Linked DNA regions of Sus scrofa: region 2 is linked to region 1. A link is a contact called in public HiChIP or PLAC-seq data. All regions are on one chromosome and are shown on one strand. The core of a region is the stretch at or near the end of the contact, and the rest is flanking DNA. Distances in the headings are between cores, read along the strand shown. Region 1 overlaps RPS6KL1 (ribosomal protein S6 kinase-like 1). Region 2 overlaps JDP2 (jun dimerization protein 2).

Evidence for each region. HiChIP or PLAC-seq counts read pairs in DNA pulled down with a chosen protein or histone mark.
Region 2: a contact with region 1 is called in an H3K27ac HiChIP or PLAC-seq map of alveolar macrophages. The contact joins two enhancer-like sites. A contact is called at or near these places in 2 of 2 datasets of contacts at active chromatin or transcription factors (alveolar macrophages and skeletal muscle).

What each region holds. Positions count from the first base shown.
Region 1 is chr7:98,125,586-98,128,874 of Sscrofa11.1, forward strand. RPS6KL1 (ribosomal protein S6 kinase-like 1) reads right to left here. Exons shown (of 11, transcript XM_013989171.2): 3 at 3,007-3,131; 4 at 1,982-2,074. Among named protein-coding and RNA genes, the nearest start is that of RPS6KL1, 14 kb to the right of the region's middle. Within about 2 kb of position 2,001, at least 15 of the 83 cell types and tissues checked have an H3K27ac peak or open chromatin away from gene starts, as enhancers often do. A contact at or near this core is called in alveolar macrophages, where this site is marked.
Region 2 is chr7:98,603,523-98,606,808 of Sscrofa11.1, forward strand. JDP2 (jun dimerization protein 2) reads left to right here. Exons shown (of 4, transcript XM_021099535.1): 3 at 3,188-3,286. Among named protein-coding and RNA genes, the nearest start is that of JDP2, 31 kb to the left of the region's middle. Within about 2 kb of position 1,504, at least 45 of the 83 cell types and tissues checked have an H3K27ac peak or open chromatin away from gene starts, as enhancers often do. A contact at or near this core is called in alveolar macrophages, where this site is marked.

The DNA of each region.
Region 1 (3,289 bases), core at 751-3,250:
GGTCTTCCTGGCTTGAGAAGGACACAGGAAAAGGAACTGGATTTTAAAGGAAGGTGGAGTAGGTAAACTGAGTGCCCAAGAAAATGTAGAAAAGGAAAAAAAAGAGGGCAATCTGGAGACAGAACGGTTGGGTTTGGCCTGAATTTGCACTTCCCATAGGCACAGGCCTCAGAATATGGAATTCCAGAAATGCTTTGCACATGCGTGTCCCAAGGTTAAACAAATTCAAATTCGGGGAATTCTGTCATAGACCTCCCTCTTAGAGACTCACTGTGTACATCTGCATTCTAAAAGCTTGAAAATTCCTATAATTGCAAAAAAGAAAAAAAAAAAGTAATTTTAACTCACTGTTTCCCAAACTTATTTGACCCAGAACCCTCTCTCCAGAACACCTATGGTTCAGTGGGATCCCACACGGGGCAACGGTGGTGGCCGTCACCTCCTCAGTAAGCCACGCGGACTAGCGCACTGGGAAGGAAGGGCTGGGCAGATGGAAGCTGGCTGGACCTTGGCTGATGGACTGGGGCTTGTTCCAGGGACCTGGGAGCAGCAGCTGGAGGAAAGCTTGCTTGCCTCTGACCTGCTCTTGTCATTAGCCTTCACAGCCATCAAACTTGCATCAAATGCTTTAGCGTGTGCCAGGCCTTTCCCAAAAGTTATTTCATTTTAGTTCCCAGATCACCTCGGGTGGGAGGGTCCTTACCCACTTTCAGATGAGGAAACCAGCGCCCAGGGAGGGGAAGGGGCTTGCCCACGGCCACGCGTTGCCAGCCCAGCCAGCACATCATCCCTGGAGTGTGGGGGAGCACACGCTGGTCGCTTTTTCTCTGTGGGCTCCCAGATGCGTGCAAATCTTCCACGAGTGTTTTAAATTACAGATGCCTAGGCTCAACCCTAGAAATTCTGACTCAACGGGTTCGGGACGGGCCCAGATGTCTGTAGTGTTAGGAAACTCCCCCAGGTGATTCTGATAAGCAGCCAGTTTGAGAGGAAAAAAAAAAAAAAAACCTTCAGCAAATACTCAGGGATCCCTGGTTGGGGCAGAAGGATTATGGGCTCAAATCTCATCTGACCCAGCTGTTTGTCCTTCTGATGAGTGTCCCAAGTTCAGGTTGGGCTGTGCACCCCTATCTGTTTTTTTTTTTTTTTTTGCCTTTTCTAGGGCCGCTCCTGCGACATATGGAGGTTCCCAGGCTAGGGGTCTAATTGGAGCTATAGCCACCGGCCTAAGCCAGAGCCACAGCAACTCAGGATCTGAGCCACATCTGTGACCTACACCACAGCTCACGGCAATGCCAGATCTTTAACCCACTTAGCAAGGCCGGGGATCGAACCCACAAACCTCATGGTTCCTAGTAGGATTCGTTAACCACTGTGCCACGGTGGGAACTCCAAGCTCGTATCTTCTTGTCCCTGAATTGAGGGAAAAGATCCTGGATCCATCATGTCAGGATGGGGGGAGGGGCAGGGCCAGGAGAGAGCGGGCAGAGCTGCGGGACCCTCTGCAGGACAGGTTTCTGGAGATCAAGCACATTCCCACCACAGGCACTTCTGGGCTATGCCGGGTGGGGAGACTCTTGGCTGCAGCCCCGGGGTGCAGAGCGAGTGCGGGGCGGGGCCTGCGGGAAGTGGGAAGTGGGAGCCAGCAGGGCAGCGCATGCTGGCCGGGTGCCCTGGCCACAGCTTCTCCTGTGGCTTCTGTCTTGAATCTCCGGGGGAGCGGCTTGCTGTGTCTGAGCTGGAGGGCTGTGCAGTGGAGCTGTCTGCCTCTGCTTGTTCCTCACTTTTTCCTTTCCAGGCCTGACTGGTGTGTGCTGGGATGGAGTGGGGGATGGGGAACCACTGGATCCCAAGGCTGTTCTCCCCTTGGACCCTCTGACCCCTGGCCAACATCCTCTCGGGAAGCAGGGGTGGCTGCCCTTTCTCCCCCCAGTCACGCACACCATCTCCTCCCGCACCTTCGGCCTCGGTGGTCACTCACCTTCTCAATGACTGCAACCACCCTGCAGCCCCTCAGCTGCTCCAGGGCAGAGCTCAGTGTGCGGATGGGCCGGAGCCTCAGGCTGCTGAAACCCTGCGGAGATGGAGAGTCACATGGCAGCCTCAGGCCATGCGCAGGGCCCGGGCTGCCAGGAGAGCAGTGGCCACAGAAGGCAGGACCCGGGTACAGGCAGACCCCACCTCACAGGGACAGACTGAGTGAAGCTGGCCTTGGACCAGGGCGGCCAGGTCACCCTCTCAGCTCATCCTCCACCCAGCCCTCCTCCCAGGCCAGGGAGTTCTCAGGGCTTCAGAAACCCCCTCTCAGAAGCTCCATCCCCAGGCGGCAGATGCTCCCGGGGTGGGGAAATAGCCTCAGAATGTGTGTGTCTCTGGGAACAGGCCTCCGAGACCAAGGCATGTGGCCCTGGCACCTGCTTTGGAGGAAGCAGCTTGCAAGGTGCAGCGAGCCTAGAGGGGGTGGCATGTGTGTGTCTGCACGTCTGTGGGCATGAGAAGTGTGCAGGCGTTTTCAAGCCCCTCTGAGTGCCCACTGGGTTAGGAAAAGCCCTGCAGGGAGAGGACTTTGCACATCTGCATGTGACTGTATTCATGTGTGTCTCTGTGTGTATGTGCGCACGCGGGTATCTGCATCTGCTCTAAATACTCACTGCAGCCCAGCCAAACACAAATAGATCTGGGAGCCTGAGTGCGCACATGGGCAAGCATGTGTATGGGCCACATGTGAGAGTGGGGAGGGGTGTGTGTGTGCGCGGGCGCGCGCATTGTGTGCGGACGTGAGACTGGACTAGAGACGATTCCTTGAGTGTTTGAAAATGAATGAACCATGGAGCGTGTGGGAGAGACAGGAAGCCAGGAGGAGGCGGGCGGGAGGGCTGCCCTGCACTCTCCACCGTCTGCCCTGCCACGCGGGAGGCAGGTGACAGCTCTCTGGACTGGGGGCGCAGGTGGTGGAGGCCTCAGCTCTCCCTCCTCAGGGCCCTCAGGCCTCTGGGGTCTCCTCACCGTGCCAGAGCTGGCTCCGCTGCCCAGCGTCCTCTGCAGGTGGCAATTAAAGATCTCCTCTGCCCGCCGCAGGTACTTGGTAATTTTCAGCTTTACAGCCTCGCGTCTCTCCTTGTTGGGGTCAACTGTGGGGAGCAGGGCGTTGCCAGGATCCACCCCAGTCTTGGGAGGAGGCTGGGGGTTTGGGCTCCCATGGTCGGCCCTTTGCCTTCCACGGGAGGTAGTGCCTATTTCTGCGGCCGGTCAGGGGCTTCTGACCCCACGCCTGTTCCTGGGTCCTCCT
Region 2 (3,286 bases), core at 254-2,753, 480 kb after region 1:
GTTTCAAGGTGAAAGTGTAGCAGGGGGGCTTTGGGGCCATTTCTTGTCTTATTGGGAGATGTGAGCCCAGGCAGGACACAGGGCTGGAAAGGCCCAGGATGGACTTAAAGCCAGACTTTCGGGGTCTGCTTGGGACCTGTGCAGACCTGCCACAGCCATCAGCAGACTGCACCCTGTATCTTGACTCTATCTTGGGCCCTTGTGCTTCTGCTAAAGGCAGCACCCAGTCCCCAAGCTTTGCTGGCCTCTGGCAAACAGAGCTTTCCCTGGCCAAGAAAGCTCCTTATAAGCACTGGAGAAAAGGTTAGGCAGATGCAAATACAGGCAGTAAATTCCATTTAGAAGTATAGAATCCAAGCCTGTAAGCATCGTTCTCTTGACTCTTTTATTCTGTTCATTCATTTGATTGACATTGGCTGCGCCCCTCCTAAGTGTCCTGATCTATGCCAGGTACTGGCGATGCCCAGGTCCCCCATCCTCCAGATTAGCGGGGAAGACAGCTTCCCTCATAAGCAGAGACTAAGGATGGGGCATGATAGAGACTCTTACACTGGGGAACTCCAAGTGCTGTAGCAGCACAGCAAAAGCAGTTCATTCTATTGGGGAGTCAAAGGGGCTTCCTGGAGGAGGTGACATTTGCTCTTGAAGGTTGGAGGAGTTTATAAGTGGGGAAAGAGGGTCATTGCAGGAGGGCTTGGATGGCTTCGAGTAGGGTGAGACTTTGAAGTAGAGGGTGATGGCAGGAGGGCACTGACATGGCTGCAGAGGGCTGGGACAGCCCTCACCTGGCTGTCACACTGGCCCGGTTGATCTCTCAAACTTCCAGGACTGAACTGCTTGCATCTGCTGCTAGAGTAGCTTCTGTGGGCCCCAACTTTATTTTTCTTTCTTTCTTTCTTTCTTTTTTTTTTTGTCTTTTCAGGGCCTCACCCGCAGCATATGGAAATTCCCAGGCTAGGGGTTGAATCAGAGCTGTAGCCGCCAGTCTACACCACAGCCACCGCAACGCAGGATCCGAGCCACGTCTGCGATCTACACTAGAGCTCACAGCAACACTGTATCCTCAACCCACTGAGCAAGGCCAGGGATGGAACCTGCTGTGTCCTCATGGATGCTAGTCAGATTCATTTCCGCTGAGCCACGACGGGAGCTCCGGTCCCCAACTTTTTGTAGGATGAGGCCCTGCCCAGGAGCAGGGTGGGGAGCTGGGTCTCGGAGGACAGAGGTTGTGTCTCCTAGGAATCGGTGGCTCTGCCAGAAGCGCGGGCTTGCTACAGGGAGGGGCCTGAGGCCCTATGAGCCCGGCAGGGCCCAGGTTGCACACATCACCTTGGCAGTTTGTGGGCAAACCCTCTGGGCCGAGGGGAGATTGCACTGCCAGCCGCTTCCTCCAGTTCCTTCCCTCTGCCTGTCGTCACGGTTACCTCGGCCTTGTTGGGGGTGAGGTAGAGGTTGGGCGGAATCAACTTTGTCCGGGTTTCTATTTCCCCAGATGCGGTCAGCCAGAGGAGCTGTCACTTCTGGTTCTGTTTCAAAGGAGGCCAAGGGGCTGGGAGGTGCTTGGGTGCGGCCGTGTTGACAAGGCGCCTCGCCAGCCAGCCTCCCAGGCAGGGTGGGAGGGGGTCAGGGAGACGCTCTGGGTGGTGGAGGAGAGGAAGGGGCGGCCCTGCCAGGGCCTGGGCTGAGGGCCGTGGGGGCTGGTCTCCGGCCCAGGCCCTGGGTCCTGAGCTCCCGGAGCATGCCGGGAGTGCAGGCAGAGAGGCTGTTTACTTTCCTGGCCTGAAGCCCTTTCGGCTGAGACCTTGTTCCAGGCCTCGGGCTGCCAGCAGCACCCCCACGGGCTCCAGAAGTGAGAGAGTTGGCAAGCCCAGGGCAACCCAACGGCTTCTCCAGCGGCCTCGGACTCCAGGCCGTTGCAGCCCGGCTGGTCCTGTGTGTCCTCCAGATTGTCCTGGTGGGAGATGGACAGTAAAAGGCACCACCTCCAAGTGATCTTGATGGGCAGGGGCCATGTGGGCCAGGGGTCGAGGACAGGAAAGCTGAAGTCAGGGTAATCTGCGTTGGAATCCTGATGTCACTGTTTCCGAGCTGTAGGGAGGGCCTTGGACAAACCAAGCTGTTGAGCCTCAGTCTCACCATCTGTAAAATGGGGGCAGTCATAGTACCTTTCTCATCAGGCTTTGATAGTGAGGATTACATGGCCTGCGTTGAAAGCATGTAGCAAAGTAGGCAACTAAAGGGCAGCTCTGGTTGTTATTATTGATGAAACCATGGTAGGTGCAACTTCGGAAGTCTGTGTTGGTGGGCTTCCTCCTCCCCACTCATGCTTGGTGAATTTCCTGGCCTTTCTGGGGCAGAAGCAAGCCCAGAGGCTCCAGAGGCCCCTCTGCCTATATCCCAAGCAGGGAGCTTTGAGGAGCCCCTGGGATCCTGGGCTGCAAGTGGGTCTCCTGGGGGAAAAACCTGCAGGAGTTCCCTTGTGGCTCAGCACGTTAAGCATCTGACTGGTATCCATGAGGATGCGAGTTCAGATCCCTGGCCTCCCTCAGTGGGTTAAGGATCTGGCGTTGCTGTGGCTGTGGCGTAGGCTAGGAGCTTTGACTCTGATTCGACCCCTAGCCTGGGACCCTCCATATGCCACAGGTGCAGCCATAAAAAGTAAAAACAAACAAACAAACAAACATGCAGAGGCCAAGAGAAGGAGGAAGCCCAGTTGAGGGGTGGGGGAAACTATCCCATCACCAGGAGATAGACCTGAGGGAAGACTCAGGCGCTTCAGGGAGGGAAAGTGGGTGGAGGCGGAAGGTGAAAGCAACACTCCTGCCCCATGTGTTTCGAAAGGAAGTGCCTGGGAGCTGCTGGCCTGGAAAATAGTGCCCAGAGGGTGGGGCTGGGCAAGGGAACAGACCACCACCGCCCCATTGGGTGTCACCTCTGGGTGAGGAGATTGCCAGGCTCTGGGCCTCCTGAACTCTGGCAGAACCCAGGAGGCCTTGCCCTCCTGGGGCACTGGCTCCTCCCAGGGACGCACCTGCTCCCGGAGCCTCACCGGGCTGGCTGGGAATCAGGGCCCCCCGCCTGCCCAGAGGCCGGCCGTTGGCAGGGTGGCTGACTCCCTGGGGCTATGGGTTAGGTTGTCCCTGTCCTCAGACACCAGTGTCTCATCAGTGGCTCTTTGCCCTCGCAGCTAGACGAGGAAGAGGAGCGGAGGAAAAGGCGTCGGGAGAAGAACAAAGTCGCGGCGGCCCGATGCCGGAACAAGAAGAAGGAGCGGACGGAGTTTCTG